Regions from separate parts of the Sus scrofa genome. Here region 2 is linked to region 1. A link is a contact called in public Hi-C data. All regions are on one chromosome and are shown on one strand. The core of a region is the stretch at or near the end of the contact, and the rest is flanking DNA. Distances in the headings are between cores, read along the strand shown.

Region 1 (5,654 bases), core at 1,131-3,630:
TGCTGTACATCTGAAACTAACACAACATTGTAAATCAACTAATCTTCAATTTAAAAAAAGAAAGATAAAGGTTTGAAAACCATGGCTGGTTCTATAAAGCCATAGTTCCTCCCTCTTCCAGAGTCTCATTTCGTCCTGCTGTGGCCCCCAAATGGTCCTGCAAGCTGCCTTGCCCCAGGTATCCACCCCCTTGGTATTCCCATCCCCAGTGTGTAACCAACCAATAGCCTAATGGAGAAAAGATGTCGTGAGATGTCCAAACTGTGGCATCTGAAGACACTGCAGCTTCTGCCTTAAACTCTGATCACGCACTCATTCTGGAGGGAGGTGGCCACCAGTAGGACAAACCAACAGCCCTGAGCAGACTTCACTCGATGTAGGACCAGCCAGCCTGCTGTTGAGTCACCATTCTGGAAGTGGCCTGCAGGTGACCACAGCCCCAAGGGACACATTCATGCAATCTCTTTAGTGATCCTGAGCCAGAACCACCAGCTTAAGCCAGTGCTAAATTCCTGACCCACAGGAAAAGCAAAAACAAACAAACAAACAAACAAACCAAACAAAAAACCTAGAGAATTCCTGTTGTGGTGCAACAGAAAAAAACCCGACTAGTATCCATGAGGATGTGGGTTGAGGATCCGGCGTTGCCATGAGTTGTGGTGTAGGTCGCAGACATGGCTTGGATCTGGCGTTGCTGTGGCTCTGGTGTAGGCCAGTGGCTATAGCTCCGATTAGACCCCTAGCCTGGGAACCTCCCTATGCCGCAGGAACGGCCCTAGAAAAGATAAAAAGACAAAAACAAAACAAAACAAAACAACCAAAAAAACCCTGTTCCCTTTAAGATTTAGATGGTAAAGAAAAGGGAAGGTCCTTCAGGGTTTGCTTAGGGCTTGGAGACGATGCTCACTTTTCACTTTGTAAGAAGAAGAGGAAGGAGGGATGAAGTTAAAAATGCCATCTATGGGGGATAATGGATAGAGAGAGGGGTAAAAAAGAGAAGTCAAGTTAAGGGTGAACTAGGGGAAGGGTAGGTTTTACGCCCCAAGACAGGGCAGTGAATTGTGCTCTGGACTGCACTTGGTGCTCAATCCATACACATGGAGCCATCGGATGTTTGAGTGGAGTAGGTCCAAGGGGGCCAAAGTAAGCATGGAGGAAGGTCAAGGCTGGGGCTCTACAGGGTGCCAGTGAGAACCCCCTGGGAATCCAGGAGGTAAACCCAGTCCTATCTGCTGAGGGGTTTCGGGGGAGTAAGGGGTCTGAGAGGTAAGGAGCAGAACTGTCCCTGAGGAGAGAGCTCAGAGTCCTGTGCAGTGAGCACCCAGGGAAGGGACAGAGAGGCCCCAGGGGCTGGGCCACCACTGACTTTTCTTAATCAAGAGCCAATGCCTTTTGTTTCCCTCTGGAAGGTCCTTGAGTCCCTGCGAGGCCTGGCTTATCCACGACAGTGGAGGCTTTGTGCTTCTCTCTGAAATAAAACTTTTATCTTAAAAAAGAAAGTGTATCCAATGCAGTCTGTCCTAATCACCATATTCAGCGCTTCCTCAACTCTGGAGGGGAGGGCGCATGGGCTCTGGTTCCCTGGGGCACAGGGGAAAGTACCAGTACTGCAGAAGCTGGCTCCTAATTCTTTCTTCCCTATCTCTCTTATAATGTGTCAAAGATACACAGGAAGTTTAATTCCAAAACTTGGCTTTGATTTTTTTTTTCCAGCTAAACATTGGGAAAGACCAGGCCATGTGGCCAGGGAAAGTGAAACGTGGATTAAATTCCCAAACATGTGGGGCAGCGTGACAAAAGGGCCCAGGAATGCCGAGCAGGGCCGGGAGCATCCGCAGCTGGCACAGGTGTGGCCTGCTTGGGAGGAGATGCTTCCCTGTGTCTAGGGCTTGAGGGAGAGAAGCTGGCTGGCCATGACTCACAGGCCTCTTTTTGTTCTCCGAAGGCCGGAGTGAACTGAGGACTCATTAGAGGCCCTGCGCTCCCCCAGCAGGTCCAGTCAAGCCTCTTTGACCCAACTTGCACTGGAGCCTGACAGCAGTCTCGCAGGCTCAGCGTCCGGGCCCACAGGCTAGGGATACCCTTGCAAGACGGAAGGGCGGGTTCTGAACCAGGTGAGATAGGGAGGAGGGCCCCGGCGGTCACGTGACCGGCAACATGAAAGCAATTTTGTTAACATTCTGGGCTCCAGGGTCGCGGAGCGCGGCCGGGGCCCCTTAAAAAATCCACGGATCGCCTGCGCCGCGTGTGCCTGCAGATCGTGCAAACTCCCGGGAGCGGAAGGCGGGCTGCTCTCCCGGTCGCCCAGTCGCCTGGCCTGGAATGAGGCCACCACCCGGCAGGTCACCATGCCGGAGTACGTGCCCCGGCCGGTGGCCCAGCGGGACTCGGGTTTGTCGCCGCACAGAGCAGGGGACACTCAGGCCCTGAGGACGCCGGCCCCGGGTCCCAGGATCGCGGCCCGCTTCACAGCCGCTCTGGTGATGAGGGGACAGATGCCCGCGACATCCTAGTAAAGATGTGGGCTCAGCCCACCAGGGAGGCGCTGGGCTGGGATTTAGGCGGCGGCTCGGCTGGGCCAGGGAGGGAACAGTTCTTCCTGGGCCCGCGGCTCCAGCGCGGCCTCCATTTCCCGGCTCTGCGCGGCGGCCTTTGTCTCGGCGGGGCCCGTGGCGCCCCCTGCTGGCCGGCCTGGGCCGCGCCTCCTCGGCCTCTTCCGGATCTTGCTAGTTTCTCTGGAGGCCGCGGCCACACAGACAGAGATTATGCAGTTTTGCTCGCTGCAAAGGAGATGCTTGCATGGCTGTGCCTGTAGCCCTTCAGCGCTCGCGGTTCCCCTGTCAACTCAGAGGCGGCCAGACAGGAGCGGCAGCTTTGCTGGGAGAACCCCGTTTCCCTCAGCAGCTTCAGTGGGGCCGAGAATCCTGGGCTTGTGCCACAAAGCTTTAGAAAATGGCTCCATTGAACCTTTCCAGAGATGTTCCCCAAGCCGCAGAGGTTTGGCCATTTGAAGCCCTTTTAAGTCAATATACCAAAGAGCTTTAGTCTGGATTAACTGCACAATGCCAAAATTTCACTTTTAAAAGCACAAGGACTAAGTGCAACCTAAGCGTATTTGTAAACCAGGCAAAACAGGCACTTGGGAGAGCCCTCCTCTCCCCACACCCCTCCCTCCATCCCATTTTGTGCCTTTGCCCAGAGCCTCAGGAGCCAAAAATCCTGGCAACTCTCTTCTTCCCGCTGGCAACGGCGAAGTGTGGGCGCAAAGAGGTCATCTTTTAAATCTCTGAAGGATTCAAGTCAGTGTGTGTCACAAAAAAGCACACTTCCCCTCAGCTCAAGGTGGGGGGAAGCCTAGGAGGGTCCCTGGTGCAACAGCTGGACCTAGGAGGGCCCTGGTCAGGCGACCCCACCTCTCTCCATCCCCCAGCACATCGCAGGTTCTCGATAATGAAACAAGGATTCTGCCAAAGAAATCCACTACGATGCCCCTGGCTTTCTAGGAGCAATAAATGAAAGTCTCTTATAGTAAAAAAAAAAAAAAAAAAAAAAAAAAAGATTGATGAAGTCGTCAGGGAGAGGCAGAGAAAACACAGCCTAATCCAGCAACTCAAGACAACGGTGCAGAAGCAATTTGCTTCTGAAACTCTAACAGGAGATGCTTTAGCACTTCCTGGCAGCACTGCAGGAGCCAGCAAATAAATATTTCCACATGGAAGAAAATGGTCCTTCAAAACATGGCTTCCCCCATTCAAGAAAGAGATACAGCAAGGCTCCCCTACTTTAGTGGCAAAGAGCATCCTTATTTATTTGTTCCAGTTTGGAAACTGTGTGCCTTTCCATTAGGATTCGCGGATGTAAACACTGGTTCCCCAGTGAATTGAATTAGTCCGACACCCCCTCCCCCCCTTGCCACTTGCTTCAGGGAACAATAGAGGAGCTTCTGGCTGACAAATTACGCCTTCATTTAATGCTCTGATTATCTGGCAAGTTAAAAACAGTCATATTAAAAGCCTGGACCTGCCTCATATTTAATCTGTACTTGTTACTTTCCTCCATTTATGTTTGTTCCCCAAAGATTAAAAAAAATAATAATACTAAAGATGCCTTAGTGTCACTTGTGTCCTGAGTTTGAAACCAGTGAGCAACCAGGTTGAACATGAAACTGATGGTGGCCAAAGGCTGTCACTGGATACCATCATCCGCTGTTCACACAGACGGCAGTTCCTTCTTTAATAAAAATATTCTGGCAAGCGGCTGTGAGTTAGGGCTTCCTTCTGCCGCTTGCCCAGGTTGGAGGCGTCTCCAGGGACAACAGCACGGGGAAACTTCTCTGCTCTATGGTTTCAGAGAACACTTTTCAGCCTGGCTTCAGACCGCTGAAGTGAAAGTGAATTATGCTGAGCACAGACGAATCATGTTTAATTCAAGTGAAATTCATTCACTCATTTGTTCTATAAATATTTATTGAGCTCCTCTTTTGCAGAAAAGGCGGTCCCTCCTGAAAGGCCACGGTTCCTTGGGCGGGTGGCGACCCCCACGTGGCATGGACGCCTGGGTGCCTGTGTGCTCAGCCTGGCCCCTTGGTGTCTCTACACGTTTCTACACATACTGATCCCAGAGTTGTAGGGTGGTTTGCTATGCTTTTTTAAAAAAAGAAAATCAGGCCCTTGTCTGATTGTTTAATGATGCTGCTTGTTTCATCTAAATTTTAACACTGAACCTAGATCTAGCTGAAATCGGTTAGTGGCATTTAACAGATGATAAATATAGCTTCTTGGCCGGGTCGTCAGAGTATAAAATCTGAGCCTCCTTTTTCCATTTTCAGGCCGCGTTTTCCCAGTAACCCACGGTCCCCTGCTCCTTAATGAGGAAGGACTCCCTCCCGGCTCTGTGCCCTCATTCCTATAATGTAAACAGCTACTCATGGCTCCTATTTCTCTTTGTTCAAACAAACAATAGCCTTTATAACTAAGAAGAAAATTAGTATCAGGTGAAAGCCTCATTTTAGAGCACTTAAAGCATTCTCTCTTTTCCAGAAGAACCACGTCCGTCAGCAATCTGGAGAAGAAGAATTCACATTTAAAGTTTGGAAAGTGGCAGAAAAAAAAGGTCTGTGTTTCATGATGCATAGACGCCCTTGTGGTTGAATTTTAAATATATTTTTTTTCTTTTCTTCTCTAACTTCTTAACTGAAAAGCTGGTACTCAGGGAACAAGGGTGGTCAAGGGTCTTGGGGTTCAGCAGCCCCCTCCCAGCTTTGGGGGCTTGTGGGAGACCCACTCTCTTTGTCACAGCCTGGGCAAAGCCTTGATGTGGGGGAGATTGGGTTTCTTCGCCAAATTAAGGGGTTACACTTATTAATGTCTGAGGAGTGCTTGGAAATGAAAGATGAGCTAAAATATGCCCCGAAGCCCCTGATTCCTCTCCAACATAAAAGGAATCTCTTCCTGCTTGACCTCAAGTGCTTAAAAAAAGCATCATGTGATTCGACACTTAACTCCTTGGGTCACGTAGGAGGGACTTTGTAAACTTTTTCTGTTATTTTATGAAATACATTCAGTTGGGGGCTAAATTTCAAGTCATCCAGGGTCGTGCATGTCAGTGGGTAAGCCCAAAACACTGTCTTGCTGCTCTTTTTACATCTCGCTCTT
Region 2 (5,654 bases), core at 1,445-3,944, 64 kb before region 1:
CAGTGTATGAAGATCATTATTTTGAAAGCTGTATGCACATCCATGAACAAATCATTTAAAACACCCATTTGTATGAAACATACACTTAATAAGCTTGAGGAGAGCACTGTCCCATATTTGGATTGTAAGTGGCCTACAGCCCCTTCAAAGCCCGGCTTTTAAAGCTTAAGGAATGGGCCATAATGCTAGAAGGTAGTCTTGTTAGAAGGTACAGTTTGGTTCAAAGACAGCTTTTTTATTTCTTTGATTTGCTGATTTCTTAGAATTAGATAAGCTTTTGCTAGTCCTATTGATTTTCTGTTGAATCTCTTGAAAACCTCATTTGGTGAGCTGTGTTTTAGGCATCTTAGCTGGATCTCTGTTGCTGGGTTTTCTCAAACATTAAAAAAACAAAAACAAATCATTGGTCCTTTGGCCACTTCAAGTCTTACCTGTATTTCATTTCAATAACATGAAACTGCAGGCAGACCCTGCAACAGTAGAATATGCCAAGGTGCGAATATACTCTAGGAATTATATTTGTAATTGGATTTTTTTTTTTCTTTTTAGGGCTGTACTTGTGGCATATGAAAGCTTCCAGGCTAGGGGTCGAATAAGAGTTACAGCTGCCAGCCTATACCACAGCCACAGCACCTCGGGATCCAAGTCCCATCTGTGACCTACAACACAGCTCATGGCAATGCTGGATCCTCAACTCACTGAGCCAGGACAGGGATGAAACCTGTATCCTCTTGGATACTAGTCAGACTGGTTTCTGCTATGCCACTGGGGGAACTCCTACAATGGGATTTTAGTAAACACCCTCTTCCAGTTATAATTCTACTTTGTAACTTTGTTTACAATTTGATCTGGGATCCCTACCCTTGGTCTTAATGTGATAACAAATTTATTCTTCAAGTGTTATTTAATTGTCCTTAGGGTTGAGAGAGAAACTATGTTTAGGACCCTCCATGGGCTTTGCCACTGAAGAGTCTAGTTTATCCCTTTAGACTCCTCCAGAAATAATAGTTCCTGACTTTTGCAGAGTTAAAATATAGGACTAATGACCAGCTTTTAATGTGCAAATTAAGTATTCAGTATAGAGTATTCAGCATTCCTTTTGCCCATCTTATTTAACTCAAATTCTCTGTTGAAATTCGAAGTGCGGGTTGAGTCTTCATCTCAGTCAATGGGGGTCACGTTAGGATGATGCTTCTAGATACAATTTTGGGGTAAAGTAGGAAATTACAAGGAACAATACATGGAAAAGTGGCATAGCTGTAGTTCTGCCAAAATGCCATCAAGACATCAGATAGGTTAATGATTACCTTTAAAAACTGCAAAGCTCAAATCTCGGCCTAAAAAAATACAAAAGCTGACACTTAGCCAAGCAATCTGGACTCCTCCTGGCCGTTGGGCCCCAAGTGTCTGAATCGGGAGCAGAGAGAAGGAAGTCAATGGCTTTCGTGTCCCAGGAAGAAAAGACCATCTTCCCTTTGTTCTGAGCAAAACTGGAAAAGATGGTTTTTCCTGAAGACCTCAGCACAGTTGCCTGCTTTCTTTAATGCTTACTAACATTCTTTGTCTGTAGATCTTAGCGATTATATATAATAGTTTTCACTCATGGCAACCTATTAAGAGACTACTTATATACACCAAATTATATAGTTAGAAACTGCCGTATACTTTGGAAACTGGGAAAAGCATTTGCAACTGTATGGCTAGAGAGCCGTGTGTCTCTTGTCTCTGCCACAAGGTGGGGAGACATTTCTGCCAGAGGACTCAGCATTGCAATGACAAGTTTCACAGCTGACGTTTCTCCTGCAAGATAAAGTCACTTTCTTGCTTGAAAAAGATTATTTGCTATGTTCGGACCACCTCCTTTCTGCCATTTGGGTAGGTTTTGAGCTTCTTTGGCTGATTTATTTGCTATAATGCAGACAATGGAGTCCTAAGGCTTAATTTTTAATTGTTTTATTATCTGAAACAGTATCATGGGTGTACTGGGCACATGCGTCCAGGATCAAGAGCACTGGAGGAGGCCTTCCTGAACCTCCGCAACCCTGGGACACACGCTGGGTCATGAACACAGCCCACACTGGCAACCAGCACAGTTTGGGGGTCAATCTCTACCTCACAGTGTACAGGAAAAGTACAATTAAACTGCCCGGAACTTTGGTCATAACAAACTGCTTCTAAATGGCTCCCAGGGGCTTTCTTGTGTTATTTCAGTAACAATACCAATTTAAATGGATAACCCTGATTTCTAAAAATCCAAAGCCATATATTATTAATAGTCTTTGAGAAACATAAGCCGTATATCAGTTAACCTCATGGAGTCTCTTTTGGGGGCCATGGAGGCTGAGTTTTCTTGGAAGCACTCACCTAGTGACACCAGATTATTGACCAGAACATGCCCGAGTGTACCTTTAGACGGCACCCTTGATTTTCACCAGTAAAACCCTGGGAAGTGTTTGAACAAAGGCAGCCCTATTTTTAGTGAACATTCATGCTGATTAATAGGGCAGGAGAGTTTGGGGGGGAGTGGGAGAAAGTAGAGGGTTTGGATGAATGCCGGGGTGCAGAAAAGGCAGTCTTTTCAGCATTTCGGGGCCCACAGCCTCACAGCGCTGCTTGCTTCTCAGCCAAGTGGAAACTGCACTCGGCACAGCGGCAGGTAAGCACTCCCGGTCAGTACTCGGGAGGGTTTTTTTCCGTTTGTTTTGAAAGCAAGCAAATTCCTAGAATATTACGTCCGTGAGCACTGGTATGATAGACCAAACACAGGAGGCCACGTCACAAATAAAATGCTTACCAGAAATCCTTGTGAATGTTATTGAGAGCACTTAAAAATTATATTATTGACAGTAAAGCAAATAATTATTTCATAAGGGCCATAATGACAGAAACTGGCAATGATTTGGGCATATCCATTTTCTGAATCTATATCCTTATTTTCTATAATACATATCTTACCCCCCAAAACAAACAAACAAAACCCACCAAGAGTAAATATGGGGCTCTCCTAGTTTCTAAGAAACAGGTGTTTAAATTGTGGAGATGAATATTCCTCAGATATCAGTGATTTCGACTACCCTTTCCACATCTCTTTTCTTCCCCAAATCCCCAACAGATGATCAGCTGCACTCATATTACCTTATGTCACCAAGACGGTGAAGACAAGTTTCTGAAATGATTTTTCATCCAAAGCCCTGAAATGATTTTGGGAAAGTCGATATTTTAAAAGGCCATTTTCCTGAGATAAGAACTGAGTTTGACGTCTGGGATGAGGATCTTGATCAAGAGAAACAACCTTCACACCAAAGGGGGATGCCTTGCCTGAAAGAGTGAGCTAACTATGTTAAATTTAGAAAAGAACAATGGAGTTGACTTTAGCATGTTTTCTACTGTGATCTCTGTTACCCAGAAACAAATACTAAATGACGTTAATGTCACTTTAATTCTTTAAAATGTTAAGTGGAAATGGGGAAAAAGAACAATCACTGGGCATGAGAAAAATTGCTGTCTTAAAAAATCCAACATCTAGAATTATATGAATAAGTACCCCCCAGATACTCAGCAGTTGTCAATAATATTTTTAACAGGGCTTGGATCACCAGAAGTCAGGCATGGGCACCTCAGCCCCCAGTGTTTTGTGGCCGTGAGGTGGCTGGAGACAGCTTAGTGTTTTCCCACCTTACATCAGATAGAAAAAAGTTGCTAAGAGCCCAGCAATGCTCACGCACATGATGTAAAAGTGAAAATGCACACAGAATTCAATTACATCTTGCAAGAAAAGTGACTGAGACATGTCACAAAAGTTGGGCAAGGAAGAATTACCCAACTAACGTCAGAGTTCCTATATCAGACTGTGATCACTTTAGATTTGCCAAAGAAACAAAATAAATGATGAATTAATCCTTGATATTACTCTAATTTTTTTGCATTTAGAAAATTGTTATAGATTGCCAATCTTAAAAAAAAAAAAAAAAATCGCTAACGCCTTTACCCAGAGTCCCATGGAGGCTCAGCAGGTTAAGGATCCGGCATTGTCACTGCTACGGTGCAGGTTTGATCCCTAGGCAGGGAACTTCTGTATGCCTCGGATGTGGCCAAAAAAAGAAAAAAAAAGAAAAACAAAACAAAACAAAACAGAAAATGCCCATGCTCACTCATCAGATATTTGTTTCCAATTTTGTTCCTGTCCCTTAGAGAGAGATCAGTGATCCTTCCCCCCAAACCAAATACATCATTACAAAGAAATGCAAATAAAAGAAACAAATAATATTGAGAAAAGCAAAACTTGGAAGACTTTATCTAATGCTTGGATAGTTGCATGGGCAATTTTCTTAGTTTAGAGACAATAGTAAAGAACCACCTATTAATTAATTTGTTCATTCTTGAAAGGAACGGCCCCAGAGAGTGGCTGCCTTGCCGGGCTGGTGAGGGCATGGTTATTAATCACCCCACACAGGCCAATATGGAGCGGGTTACCCCCAGGCTTCTCCGGGAGCCCCCACTGCTGTTTCTCTTTCTTTATGCACCAAGAAGACCTGGGTGTGGGCTTTAAGACAGCAACATTTTCACACAAGGAGCCTTAAACCTTCCACCTTACCACCGACCATTGCTGTCTTTTGCATCTGCGGTGCCTTTAAAAGAACAGCTGCGTCCTCTCCCCTCCAGTGTTTGCACTTTTACCTGTAATCTGATTGCGGGAGGAAAGGAAAACCCGAGCACCCCTCCCTGCACCCGTCCCTGATCGTTTGTTTGGTTAGTAATTCTACCTAGCCGGGACTTTTCCCTTCCCGGGCTTGCCGGGCTCTTCCACGGGGCTGCATCTCCATGGCAATGGAAAAACACGATGCTGGCTGGCGAGGGCCCGGAGCCGATGAAACCCTGCCCTGGCTCCGGCCTCGCGGGAGGGGCTGCGCTAATTTATAGGTGGCCTTTAGGGATGTTGGGATTCAGAGATCAAAGAAGGTCAAAAGGGGGCTGTTGGAATGGGAGATATTTATTGTGTTTAATATAAATACAAATGTGTGCAAGGAGAGAAACTGAAACCTTAAAAGTCATGTCGATCATGGTGAGTCAATATAAATACAACTGAAGATGGGCAGCCTGCGGAAATTAACTGGCACTTTAAAAAGACGGCTTATTTTAAATTGGGGTAAATTAAGGCAGTGCCCATCTCAATGGAAACTGAAAGTAGGAGTCAGCAGAAAGCTTTGGTTAAGATTTCTAACTGCGCTGGTGATCTGCTTGGTACTATCTTCTGGTTTTAAATGCTAGGTTGACCCAGAGCACTTTAGAAATTTCTGGTTGCACTTCTTAGCAACATGTTTTGTTGTTCAGAACATTTGTTTCACACTGTCAACTATACAGTTAACTCTGTGCCCGTTAAACAACATGAATGTGACAAACGGTGGCATGGGGGTGTGAGTGCAGCAGGGGGAAAGGGGCTTTGTGCTTGGGGGGTCTCCATTAGTGAAACAATAAATAAGCCTCTAGTAAAACTGATATGATGGGAAGTGACTTCCATTCAGTTAACTCAATTATTAGTGCTAATTGGGGCTAGGTGAAGCACAGATAATTGAAATTCACAGAAAATCCAAAAACCTCTATTTAACCAATAACTTCAAACTTCTTCCTCATCAAACCAATTACCAGAGGACCTA

What was found. A called contact is a pair of places that touch in the nucleus more often than the background predicts.
Region 2: a Hi-C map of liver shows a contact between it and region 1, with 4 times the contacts expected there. The contact joins two enhancer-like sites. A contact is called at or near these places in 1 of 5 promoter capture datasets (liver), 5 of 47 Hi-C or Micro-C datasets (embryonic fibroblasts, fetal heart ventricle, fibroblasts and 1 more) and 1 of 2 datasets of contacts at active chromatin or transcription factors (alveolar macrophages).

What each region holds. Positions count from the first base shown.
Region 1 is chr1:147,892,592-147,898,245 of Sscrofa11.1, reverse strand. No RefSeq gene overlaps it. Among named protein-coding and RNA genes, the nearest start is that of ZNF516, 92 kb to the left of the region's middle. Within about 2 kb of position 2,380, at least 56 of the 83 cell types and tissues checked have an H3K27ac peak or open chromatin away from gene starts, as enhancers often do. A contact at or near this core is called in alveolar macrophages and liver, where this site is marked.
Region 2 is chr1:147,957,256-147,962,909 of Sscrofa11.1, reverse strand. It overlaps LOC102157619 (a long non-coding RNA gene), which reads left to right. Exons shown (of 2, transcript XR_002345834.1): 2 at 3,113-3,429. Among named protein-coding and RNA genes, the nearest start is that of ZNF516, 28 kb to the left of the region's middle. Within about 2 kb of position 2,694, at least 14 of the 83 cell types and tissues checked have an H3K27ac peak or open chromatin away from gene starts, as enhancers often do. A contact at or near this core is called in alveolar macrophages and liver, where this site is marked.